Linked DNA regions of Mus musculus: region 1 is linked to region 2. The links are chromatin contacts, called in public HiChIP or PLAC-seq maps. All regions are on one chromosome and are shown on one strand. Each heading gives the region's core, a stretch centred on a gene start, on an enhancer-like site or on the middle of the called end of the contact. The rest is flanking DNA. Distances are from core to core; before and after follow the strand shown. Region 1 has its middle 15 kb from the start of Fyb. Region 2 overlaps C9 (complement component 9).

What was found. HiChIP or PLAC-seq counts read pairs in DNA pulled down with a chosen protein or histone mark.
Region 1: an H3K27ac HiChIP or PLAC-seq map of extraembryonic endoderm stem cells shows a contact between it and region 2. The contact joins two enhancer-like sites. A contact is called at or near these places in 1 of 15 datasets of contacts at CTCF or cohesin (CD8 T cells), 11 of 484 Hi-C or Micro-C datasets (3T3-L1-derived adipocytes, CD4 single positive thymocytes, CD8 T cells and 7 more), 6 of 115 datasets of contacts at active chromatin or transcription factors (bone marrow-derived dendritic cells, bone marrow-derived macrophages, embryonic stem cells and 3 more) and 3 of 9 other capture datasets (adipose tissue, liver and pancreatic islet).

What each region holds. Positions count from the first base shown.
Region 1 is chr15:6,562,245-6,567,633 of GRCm38.p6, reverse strand. It overlaps a transcript of Fyb not described here. Among named protein-coding and RNA genes, the nearest start is that of Fyb, 15 kb to the left of the region's middle. Within about 2 kb of position 2,468, at least 158 of the 459 cell types and tissues checked have an H3K27ac peak or open chromatin away from gene starts, as enhancers often do. A contact at or near this core is called in extraembryonic endoderm stem cells, where this site is marked.
Region 2 is chr15:6,468,843-6,474,926 of GRCm38.p6, reverse strand. All of the region lies in intron 5 of C9 (complement component 9), which reads right to left. Among named protein-coding and RNA genes, the nearest start is that of C9, 27 kb to the right of the region's middle. Within about 2 kb of position 3,661, at least 4 of the 459 cell types and tissues checked have an H3K27ac peak or open chromatin away from gene starts, as enhancers often do. A contact at or near this core is called in extraembryonic endoderm stem cells, where this site is marked.

The sequences.
Region 1 (5,389 bases), core at 1,219-3,718, 94 kb before region 2:
CCAAGCCCAAGCTGCTATCCCCCATCCTGCGCTGCTCTAGGGCACAACACAAGGAAAGACGAGTCAGTGTAGAGCGGGGCAGGGCCTGGGAGGATCAAATGAGTGTGTGGGGTATCAGAGCCCTCCTTCACTACCTCTGCAAATTCCTCTAACTCAGCCCACCCTCGCTCAGGTTGAGAAATCAGACCCCGTTCCACTGGACCAGGAAAATGATAACTGCTCACATCCGTTGTTGTCCACATGCTTGCTTCTCTGTTTCCACATTAGATGGAGAACTTACTATTATTGTTGCTTCATTTTAGCAATTAAAACACTCCAACTCAATTGAAAAATAATATTTAATATTCTGGGTCTTTAAAAAAAATAGTGACCAACCTGAAACCGACGCCCAAGGCAGTCCTGTTTCAAATATGGTGATCTGGTGTTGGTGGCTATGTTAGTTCTTCTGGCCTTTAAAGCCTGTTTGGGAATGAAACTCATTTGGCCAAGAGTCTGCCTTCAACACAGTCCTAACAGCTTCCTTCGTGACAGGGATCTAAGTGCAGTTTGATAGCTCTGGGGCTCCCTTCTGGCTGTTCAGCAAAGGAGTGAATTTGGCAGCAGGGTCACGCCCTTCCACCACCAAAACTGACGTGGAGTAGGTGAAGTTCAAATGAATGGATGTCTCAGGGAAAGTTCGAGATGCCTTCGTGATGGTCAAGAGCTTTGTGAACCGAATATGTCCCGACCACAGCTCATCCAAAAAAGACATCCCTCCCTCCACTGAGCTTACAGTCTGCGGCGTTAGGCTGCATGGTGCCCAGACCCACGGGGGATGGAGAGGGGAGTGGGTTCTGTAGGAATGGGGAGACAATGTGAAGTCTGCTGATTCCCTTTGGCTTTTGTGGCCACTTCTTCTTCCTTACCTCAAGACTTCTGCACGCAGAGAGAAACATCACAAGCCATACCGTGCAGGACTGGCTCCTATGTAATGTGTGAAAAACAAAAACAAAAACAAAAACAAGCCGGGCATGGTGGCACATGCCTTTAATCCCAGCACTTGGGAGGCAGAGGCAGGTGGATTTCTGTGTTCGAGGCCAGCCTGGTCTACAAAGTGAGTTCCAGGACAGCCAAGGCTACACAGAGAAACCCTGTCTCGAAAAACCAAACAAAAACAAAAACAACAAACAACAAACAAACAAAACAAAACCCCCAAACAAAACCCCCAAACAAACAAAAAACTCACCACCAACAAAAAAACCCAAAAAACAAAAACAAACAAACAAACAAAGAACCCCCCCCCAAACGGCAGTGGCTTTTCTCTTCTGTATTTTGTCCTTTTTAAAAAAACCTCGACATTATTCGTCTCATTTCTCTTTTCTTTTAAAAAACTCTCTGGCGGAGTTAGTTTCCATCTCTGAGCTTCTAAAGATCCTAGAGACATAGTTACATTGGAGAATAAGACTTTAAAAAACCTACAGGGCCAGGGCTGGAGACAGTGCTTACTGCTTAAGGACACTGGTTGTTTATCCCGAGGACCTGGGTACCCAAACAGTGGCTCAGCATCTGCTGGACCCCCAGTTCCCGTGGATTGTGGTGCCCTCTTCTGTTCTCCATGGGTACTGCACACAGTTGAGGTACATAGATATCCAAATATTAACAACAACAACAGAATCAACATGGACAAAAAAAAAAAAAAAAAAAAATAGTGATGAGGTCTCAACCCTACATTAAGACATAAAGGCGACTAAGGAATGCTGAATCCAGGAGAGATACTCTTTCCCAGGGAAATGCACACGGACTGGCTGGCAATAACAAATGTCAGCGCAGAAGAATGTACATATGAGTACCATTATACAGATCGAGCGGGTTGTATTTATGAATTTAGAAATATATCTAAGTAGCAACAGTGAAAATAAAAGAGGCTATGAATTTGAATAGGAATGGGGGGGGGGAGACACGGAAGGATTTGATATCTAATTATGACCTCCCACACGAATGGTTTAACTTGGTTTATCTAGAGTTTTTCTTTGCACAAAAAGTACAATTTGATGACATCAGTATTTGATAGAAAAATATAAGGAAAATTAAAAAAAAGATTAAATGTTTAAAATAGAAGATTCGAGAATAGTCACAGTTTCTTCATTCTTGATGAATGTCTTGACCAGATTTTTTTTTTTTTAAAGTGGGGAAAGGAAAGCCTCAAGGTCAGCTGAGAACACAGGGAAGACTTTCAGCAAAACCGCAATGTTTCCTCCCCTTCCTTCTGGCTCCACCCCTTTGATTTGGATAGCAAGTTCCCTATAGGGCTGGAGTGCCTGGAGAGGCCCCATCTGGCTTGCACCCTACCCCTGACTGCTCACTGTGTTTCTTGTTAACCTCTTATCCTCACGCTCCCTGGTCCCTGTCTTTCCGATCCAGTGAACACACACCGGTCAATGTTCTCTGGCTGTCCGGCCGACCGGACATGAGACACATGAGTTGGCAATCTGTTTTAGACTCCTTTTTCTGACTCACAGTCTTACCTCCTGTCAGCGTGTCCCTGTCTCTCAGCCTCCCAAGTATCTTTGGAATTTCGCCCTCCCCTCCCCCACCGAGCACTGCCTCTAGTCTTCCTGTCTGGCACTAACACAGCCTCTTACAGTACTGCTTTTCTTCAAATAGGATCCTTTCCCCGTAGGCCTGTCACGATCTCTCTGTGATAAACGAATCACATTTGCTTAAAGCATTTCATTGGGTTTCCAACCCTTAGGGTTAAAAAAAAAAAAAAAAAAGACATTTTTTTAAAACTTTCTTGAGTTCTGGGTATTGAACCTATAGACTTACTCTAGGTAAGTGCTTTAATATTCCATATTCCAAACCCTCAGTGGCAAGTGACACTGTTTTATTAACTTGGAAGACATCTATAGTCGCACACAGCACCCACTTCTCTCAATTCCTGCCTTCCCCGTAACTTCACCTGGACTCCTGCACATCTGTATGTAAGCTCAGGTCACATTATTCTCTCACACTCGCCTCCTAACGATATTATCACGTGGTAATATCGTTATGTCCTGATTCATTAAATCTTGTCCTGTCCCAGTTGACAAGTTATTGGTAGTTGATGGCTGCTGAGGGAGGAGCATCATCTTGCTTTGAGGAGTATGGCCACAGCAGGTCCCCCATGCTCCAGTGGGTGACCTAACACTCATGTGCACACTGGCAGTACTAATTGCACTCTGTGGGCTCAGTTAATTAATCAATTAATTAATAACTAGAAAATGAGCACCTGGAAATGAGAAGGAGATGTGCTGAAAAGTCCTGGGTGCAGAAAAAGGGTGAATATGATCAAGATACATTGTATACATGTATAAAAATTTCAAGTGTGTATTTAAAGCATCAGGGGACATTTATGCCAACAGCACATAACCAAAGCAAGGTTTTAATCTTTATTAGACCTTTGATTTGGAATAAAAACAAGGATTCCAAAATAATTTGGACCAAGATGAAGAAATTTCAAGATGAGCCATCAATAATATACAACTGTTATGGTTTGTAGGCTTGATAATCATTTTGTAAGAGATGCATACTGAAAAATTTAAGAACTAGTTATTCCATTTTACATAGTTTATGTACTCAGGTGGTTTATGAAGTATTTATATAAACACGTGTGATGCGTCAAAATGTTAAAAATCTGAATGAATTTAAATGATGAGAATGAAGGATTTCAGGAATTATTGTTTAAGCTTTTCTGTAAATTTGAACTAAAAAAAAAACAGAAACAGAACAACAATAACATTGAAAAGGGAAATGTAGACTGGGCATTTTCACATTCAGACAGACGTCTGGCTGCCTGTGAGAGTCTAATCCCATTAGTGGTCTAGAGAGCTGGCATGGCTTGCTCTACTTGGTCCCGTCATGAAAGTCACCTGCCTGACCTCAGCTGGCATTGGCTTTGCAAGTCATGATGTGATGAGCCTTCGAAATTCTCCTCCTGGCTTATCCTTCATGGCATTGCTTCTCCTGAAGTCTACAGACTGACCTCAATTATGACCTTGAAAAATCCACATGGAAACTGGAAACCATGGATTGCATGAGCTGTAAGAGCATGTATGTCAGATCACACACATGTAAATGCATCTCCCCCAAGTCAGTGGCCAGATGAAGGGGAGAAGCATCAAGAGATAACCTTTTTCCTGGAGAAATAACATCTCTATCTTCCAGAACTTGGATCCTGGACACACCATCATGATGAGCAAGCCTGAGTTTTGTAGGTAGTGAGCACAGAGGAACCCCAGGAAAGTCGTGATAGTCTGTGGCAAGTAATGGCAGCAAATAGGCCCCCGGAATAATGATGATTGAAGTTTGACTTTCTTTGAGCACTTGGTCTTTCTTTGTCTTTCTTTGACTTTCTTTTATATTAGAAAGACCAAGGAGCTGTTGAGATGGCTCAGTGGTTAAGAGCACTGGCTGTTTTTCCAGAGAACCCAGGTTCAATTCCCAGCACCCACATGGTGGCTCACAATTGTCTGTTACTCAAGTTTCAGGTCCTTTGACACCGTCTTTGGTCCTCCATAGACAATGTATGCCCATGGTGCCTGGGCATACATGCAGAAAAAAATACTCATACACTAAATAAGTAAGTAAACAAATAAATAGATAAATACCAGCTGGAGACACTGTCACCTGTAGCAATGCTCTGTGAGTCTTCCCCCTCCCCGAGTCACCCCCCCCACCCCCCGAATTGAAGGAAGAGGAAGCAGAGCTCCAAAGCTGAGGTTCTCCTGAATACAAAAACCCCACACATTTTAATCTTACATCACCAGACTTAGGTGTTTTTAGATATGATATTTCTGCAATGCTCTCAATATAACCAAGTACAGCTATCTTATAGAGAAACATGAGAAATATTACTCACAACTTATTCACCTTTGAACCCCAGGACATATTGTTTTATATGCCAAAGAGGAACTGCAGGGGAAATGATTCAAGTTCAAGGTTATATGGGAAAAAAAAAACCCAAATGCATAGTGCTGTGTCTATTACAGCACAAGATATTTTAAGCCTTGAGGAAGAGTGGTCACGAGAAATCATTTCAAGATGGCGGAGCCTGAAATACTACTTGAGAGATGTGTAGTGTTTGGTGGGATGGGGGAAAATGTGAATAAGGAAGTGACCAGAGACGAAGTATTTTCAAAATTCTTCTGTGCCACGAGGTAAATAGCTACAGGGAGTATTCTTCTTTTCACAGAGGTCCGGGGAACTGAAACAGAGAAGTCTAAATTCCCACGGACTTAGCTCATCTCAGATGCTCCTTCTTTAGTTGGGGTTTGACCACTAGGCCACCTTGGCATTAGCCTGTGTGTGAAGCCTTGGAGGGGAGTCTAGATAAGGTTGGGTAGAGTTTGACAATGGTGATGAGACTTGAGGA
Region 2 (6,084 bases), core at 2,412-4,911:
CACTCTGGAAATCAGTCTGGCGGTTCCTTAGAAAATTGGACATAGTACTACCAAAGGATTCAGCAATACCTCTCCTGGGCATATATCCAGAAGATGTCCCAACCTGTAAGAAGGACACATGCTCCACTATGTTCATAGCAGCCTTATTTATAATAGACAGAAGCTGGAAAGAACCCAGATGCCCCTCAACAGAGGAATGGATACAGAAAATGTACATTTACACAATGGAGTACTACTCAGCTATTAAAAAGAATGAATTTATGAAATTCCTAGCCAAATGGATGGATGGAGGGCATCATCCTGAGTGAGGTAACACAATCACAAAGGAACTCACACAATATGTACTCACTGATAAGTGGATATTAGCCCAAAACTTAGGATACCCAAGATATAAGATACAATTTGCTAAACGCATGACACTCAAGAAGAATGAAGACCAAAGTGTGGACCCTGTGCCCGTTCTTAGAATTGGGAACAAAACACCCATGGAAGGAGTTACAGAGACAAAGTTTGGAGCTGAGACGAAAGGATGGACCATCTAGAGACTGCCATATCCAGGGATCCACCCCATAATCAGCTTCCAAACGCTGACACCAATGCATACACTAGCAAGATTTTGCTGAAAGGACCCAGATATAGCTGTCTCTTGTGAGACTATGCCGGGGCCTAGCAAACACATAAGTGGATGCTCACAGTCAGCTATTGGATGGATCACAGGGCCCCCAATGGAGGAGCTAGAGAAAGTACCCATGGAGCTAAAGCGATCTGTAACCCTATAGGTGGAACAACATTATGAACTAACCAGTACCCCGGAGCTCTTGACTCTAGCTGCATATGTATCAAAAGATGGCCTAGTCGGCCATCACTGGAAAGAGAGGCCCATTGGACACACAAACTTTATATGCTGCAGTACAGGGGAACGCCAGGGCCAAAAAAAAAATGGGAATGGGTGGGTAGAGAAGTGGGGGGGGAGGGTATGGGGGACTTTTGGGATAGCATTGGAAATGTAATTGAGGAAAATACGTAATAAAAAAAATTAAAAACTAACAAAAAAGTTTCATTTTTATGAGATTGAGGTTAAACTGTTAATAATGTTAAAAACTGTTAATAATGTGGAAAAAAAAGAAAAAGTTTGTAACTATAAGATGATTTAAGAAAGCCTCATGGCGAGGCATGACGAATGCGAAGCAAGAACCTAGAGTGAAAATATAAAGCATGAAATAGTCAAAACATCACCATGGAACAAACAAACAAGCAAACAAACGAAAATCCATCTAATCCAGAAGAAAAGAAGAAGGAATGCTAACCTCAGCAACAAACCAAGGCAGAGGTCAGTCCTACCTACCAATAATTACCTCAAAAGTAAATGGGATCCATTGTCCAATTGAGAGATACAGAATAGCTGAATAGATAAAAACCCACAGGTCCTGACCACATGCTGCTTGCAAGACACCCACCTCACTTCTAAGGATGCCCATTCGATTGAAAGAGAGAATGTACATACATTTCCATACAAATGGAAACAAAAGCAGAATGGAGGTAGCCAAACTTGTATCTGATAAAAAAAAAAAAAAGAGTTTAAGTAAAGAACTGTATGAAGAGATAAAGAAAGCCATTGTACAGTGACAAAATCATTAATTCTTCAGCAAGATCCTCGAATTGCAAATGTGTCTGTGATCCTAAAAATAAAAAAGCAAGCATTGGCTTGTTTTGAAATCTCCACTTCTCTTCTCTTTTCCTTTTTTATATATTTTTCTGTGTGATCTCAGGCCTTTTTGAGAATTCAATGATTGTGTAAGTGGAGACCACTTTCTGGGACTCTCTTTGCTTTTAGATCGATCCTATTTACTCCTCGTATGATAGCTATGTACGTATCACAGAAAGCTCCGAACTCAAAATTACCAAAATTTGGTTGTTGTTCTCTTAGAATGTATTCCTACTTTAATAGAGTTCTCATACATCGAACCCTCAGATCTCTTCTGATCTTGCACTATTCACTGAAGAAGGATCTGACTTTCTCTCTCCATACATTTTATGTATTAGGCATGTTCCAGTATTTTACAATTATTAGCATGTTTAGTCCCTGCAAACATCTATGATCACCTTGTTCTGTAGAAAACCATGAGATTTAAGATGAGTTGTCTACTATGTCTAAAGTGAAGGTACTTAAATTCTAGCCAGGAAGTCTAAGTTTAGGGTTAGGCATTGATCCTACTCTCTCTTCAGCTCATCACAATGATCCTAACACTTACACTGTGCCGTGTTTCATCTCCTCCGTCCACAGTCTGTGCCCATTGCAGACCCAGATATTCTGTTGCTATCTCCTTGGATTCCATATTTCCATTCTCATAGGCTGTGGTCATCTTTCTTTGTAGTGCATCTTCATCAAACTCAAACATCTAAAATGACACTCTGTGGTTTCTTCATCTTTGGCATTAATTAAGTCCAACCTACTCAAAATGGCCTGAACTCCTTCATGATTTGACCCTACTTTTAATTCAAAATTGGAACTCATGAAGGTTAACTTATAAATCATGATTCTTATAGCAACTTTTATAGGGAAAATCTACATATTTATTCCTTGGGAAATATCAATATAAAACAAGGAAACAAAAATGTATACATCACCTTTATAGGCTATCAAACTTTCTAAATGGACTCAAGCTGCCAGTAGAAAGACTAATTGAAATGTTCGTCAACCCTCTGTTTGCATGTCACTGTCACCTATAAGGACAATTTGTCATTTTGTGAATGTCCATTTGATTAAAATTTCTTGCCTTCATTAAACATGTCAGCTTTTAAAAAGTAGTAATGCACATGTATGCATTTAATTATTCTTTCAAGGATCAAGTAATTAATATACTCTGTGATGTGAGTTATTCAGAATTCTGTAGTAAATGGAGGATTACTGTATCAATCAGCACGGAGTGTTTATGATAGACAAAAACAAAACAAAACAAAAAACAAACAAACAAACTCCCAAACTGAGAGGCAAGCAAAACCATTACTGCAGTTATTTCCCAGACAGACATCTGAAAGACAGGGGATTTTAATAAAATAGGAGGACAAGCAGTCAGAACTCAAATAAAAATGACCTTCTACTCCTGCCAAAGAAGGTAGCTATAACTTTGATGGCTATAGTGAGACACTTTACCAACTAAGTGGCAGAATGAAATGACTGAGTTTGGTGTAGATTTGCACTGAGCTATAAGTCAATCTGATGACTTTCCATCTCACTATCTCAGAGAGATGCTTTTCATCACATGGATGACTTATGGTTCATCATTCTATTATCCATGTGTACAAAGAAACTTTTCAGGGCACCTTTACCAGCTTTCTATACGTATTGTATTTTGAGTTTCTTTCCAAACCTCTCAAATTGAGAAAACTAGAGGCTGGAAAGCTAGTAAGACTATCAGTAGTACTTTAGATGAGAATTCTAAGTTGGTAGTATTTTAGATGACAAAAGTCCTAGACAAAGCCAGTTGGAGATGGAGAATATAAAGCTAGTGTTATAGCATTACAACTCTGTGATTGATCAACGACTGTGAACTTTGAAACGGACCTTTAAAGGGAGTCCTGGAAATGCAGTCAGGATTTAAGCTCGGTGATAAGGAAAGATACTTCTTCCATCCTGCAATTGAGAGCCACACAGGGGTGTCACTGTTAGGTATGCTGTCTGTGTGATAACTGCAGACAATGGGAGTCACAGTTGTCTAGGTCAGAGAAAGAGATGAGCAAAAAACTGCATTTGTAGTCATCGTAACGAAGCGAACACCTAGCTTACAGGAAGGAAAGGCACCAACCACTCAGGGAGACTGTGAAACATGAGCTCACCGAAGCAAACAGAAAAACTGGCAACACCAAGAAGTAGAGTGTCCTGAACACAGACAGCTCCAAAGAATATTGAGATGGATTAGCTCAGGGCTGGGAGGTGATGGCAGTAAGATGGCAGATACCTTCACCCAGAATTTCCAGTGCTTCTGGGATGAAAGGGGTGGTTAGAACCTGAGTGTACTTCATCAACCCTTGTTTATATCCTAAGTCTTACGTGTCTACAGAGATCCAGGTTTGAGCAGTACAATAAAACCACAAAGCCTGATTTGGGTTTACCAAGTATTCATTTCAATTACCAAGAGTGAGCCAAGGAAAAACAGGTTGAAAAGGATCTCTTCTGTAAATATAATATTTCACCGTCTTCATGTTTTACAGACCTTGGTTGTTTTCGCACTCCTTCTGAGTTAGGAAAGTGGTCACTATTCATCATCAACCTCTTATGTAACCACTGATGAAGTTCCTAGACTTGGCTAAGTCTTTCACTAATTGTGCTCTAAAAATAACCCATTGCTATGTGCCAAGAACCCTTGGAGAGATTTACAGATTTAGATACCTTTATAGCCATGAGGTTTGCACCGTTATTTCTGTTTTCAACGTGAGGAAACTAAGTCATATAGTAAGTGCTTTACCAAAGATCTCATAGCTTCGGGCTGAGGTAGGGATCCTACCCATGAGGGATGGGTTTTAAGCTATAGAAAATTTGAGACAAGAAACATCAAGTGAGGGAGATGAATAAGAGTAAGGTATCAAGACAGACCAGCATAATGCTTTCACATAACAAAAGACAATAACTTACTTAAAAAATAGCTCATGTAAGTTGGCATGATGGGTCAATGGGTAATTGTGCTTGCTACCAATGCCCATGACTCAAATCCCAACCTTGGGACCCACATGGTAGAAAGATACAGCGGACCCTTTCAAGGTGTCCTCTGAACTCCATGTGAGCTTCACGGTGTGTGTGCGTGTGTGTGCACCACCACTCACAATAGTAATAAAACTCCATTTATCAGGCATAAATCTATGAGTACTCACTGTACCTAGCAGTTAGTAGTGGGCAATAAGAAAGTATATTTAAAGTGGGTTCTGGACTGACATACAAAATGTGGCAAATGATTTACTTTACCCAGCATTTGAAACTAAAGAAAAAGTCCTTTGTAAGTTATAATAGAGATCTCTACTCATAGAATTCATGTGTAATATGACACGCTTGGCTATTTGTTTTCCAAGGCTATGACAGATTGGTCTAAAGTGGCCACCGGCACTCACAGGATCCAGGTGACATCGGTGCTTAGTAAGGTCTCAATTCAACCAGCTCTCTTCCCTGCTTGGTACCAAATCAGAGCGCAAGTCTGCATTCGTGACTATTTTTTTTATAAGCTCGATGGAAAAACTCTTGTGGAGGCACCAATCCCACCAGAACTCATAAAAATGATTTATACATTTCATTTATTCCACATTGTGCAAAGATAGATTAGCCTTGCAAGAGAAAGCTTAATGTGTTTGATTATTGGATACTGTTCCAAATATCCCAGGGCTGTAAGTAATATACAGGGCAGAAACTGTGTCTTTCTCCTAGAGACTAAAACATACTGAAAATGCTGAACCTATGTCTTTTTAGATGTAGAAAAGGGGGAAACCAGTGTGTTTACTCTCTTAATATATGTTGATAACTAATCCTGAGTGGCCACCCAGCCCTTACCATCATACAAATTTTACCTTTATACAGGAGCTACAAAGCTTGTCAGAAAAGCTAAATTAATTATTATGCGATCACTGTGATCAAAATATCTGACACAAGCATAAGAGGGAAAAGGCTCACTTTTTGGCTCACTGTTTCTGACACTGGAATGAGTATATTGGGAACACAGTGTGTCTGTAATAGTGAGAAGTATACAATAAAGTATGTGCAAACAGCTCTGACTATCACAGTGGGAGCATTGTCTGACAGCTTGTTCACATTGAGGAGGCAGAAGCAGAGACATTTAAACTGGAGCTAGGGTTGAGATAGACTTCATGCCATAAAGACTGCACAATTTCTCAAAACAGTGCCACCATCTGGGCATCCAGTATCCAAACATGGAGACCATCTTACATATTTACATCTTACATATTTCACTCCCAGAGCTTAATGGTAGTAAAGACAGGGAAACTACCAAGTGAAGATTTGAGCGTCAAAAGCCAAATAAGACAACATGCCAGTCAACTTTCACCTATCAGCAATGGCTAAAGGTGCCATGTCTTTTATAT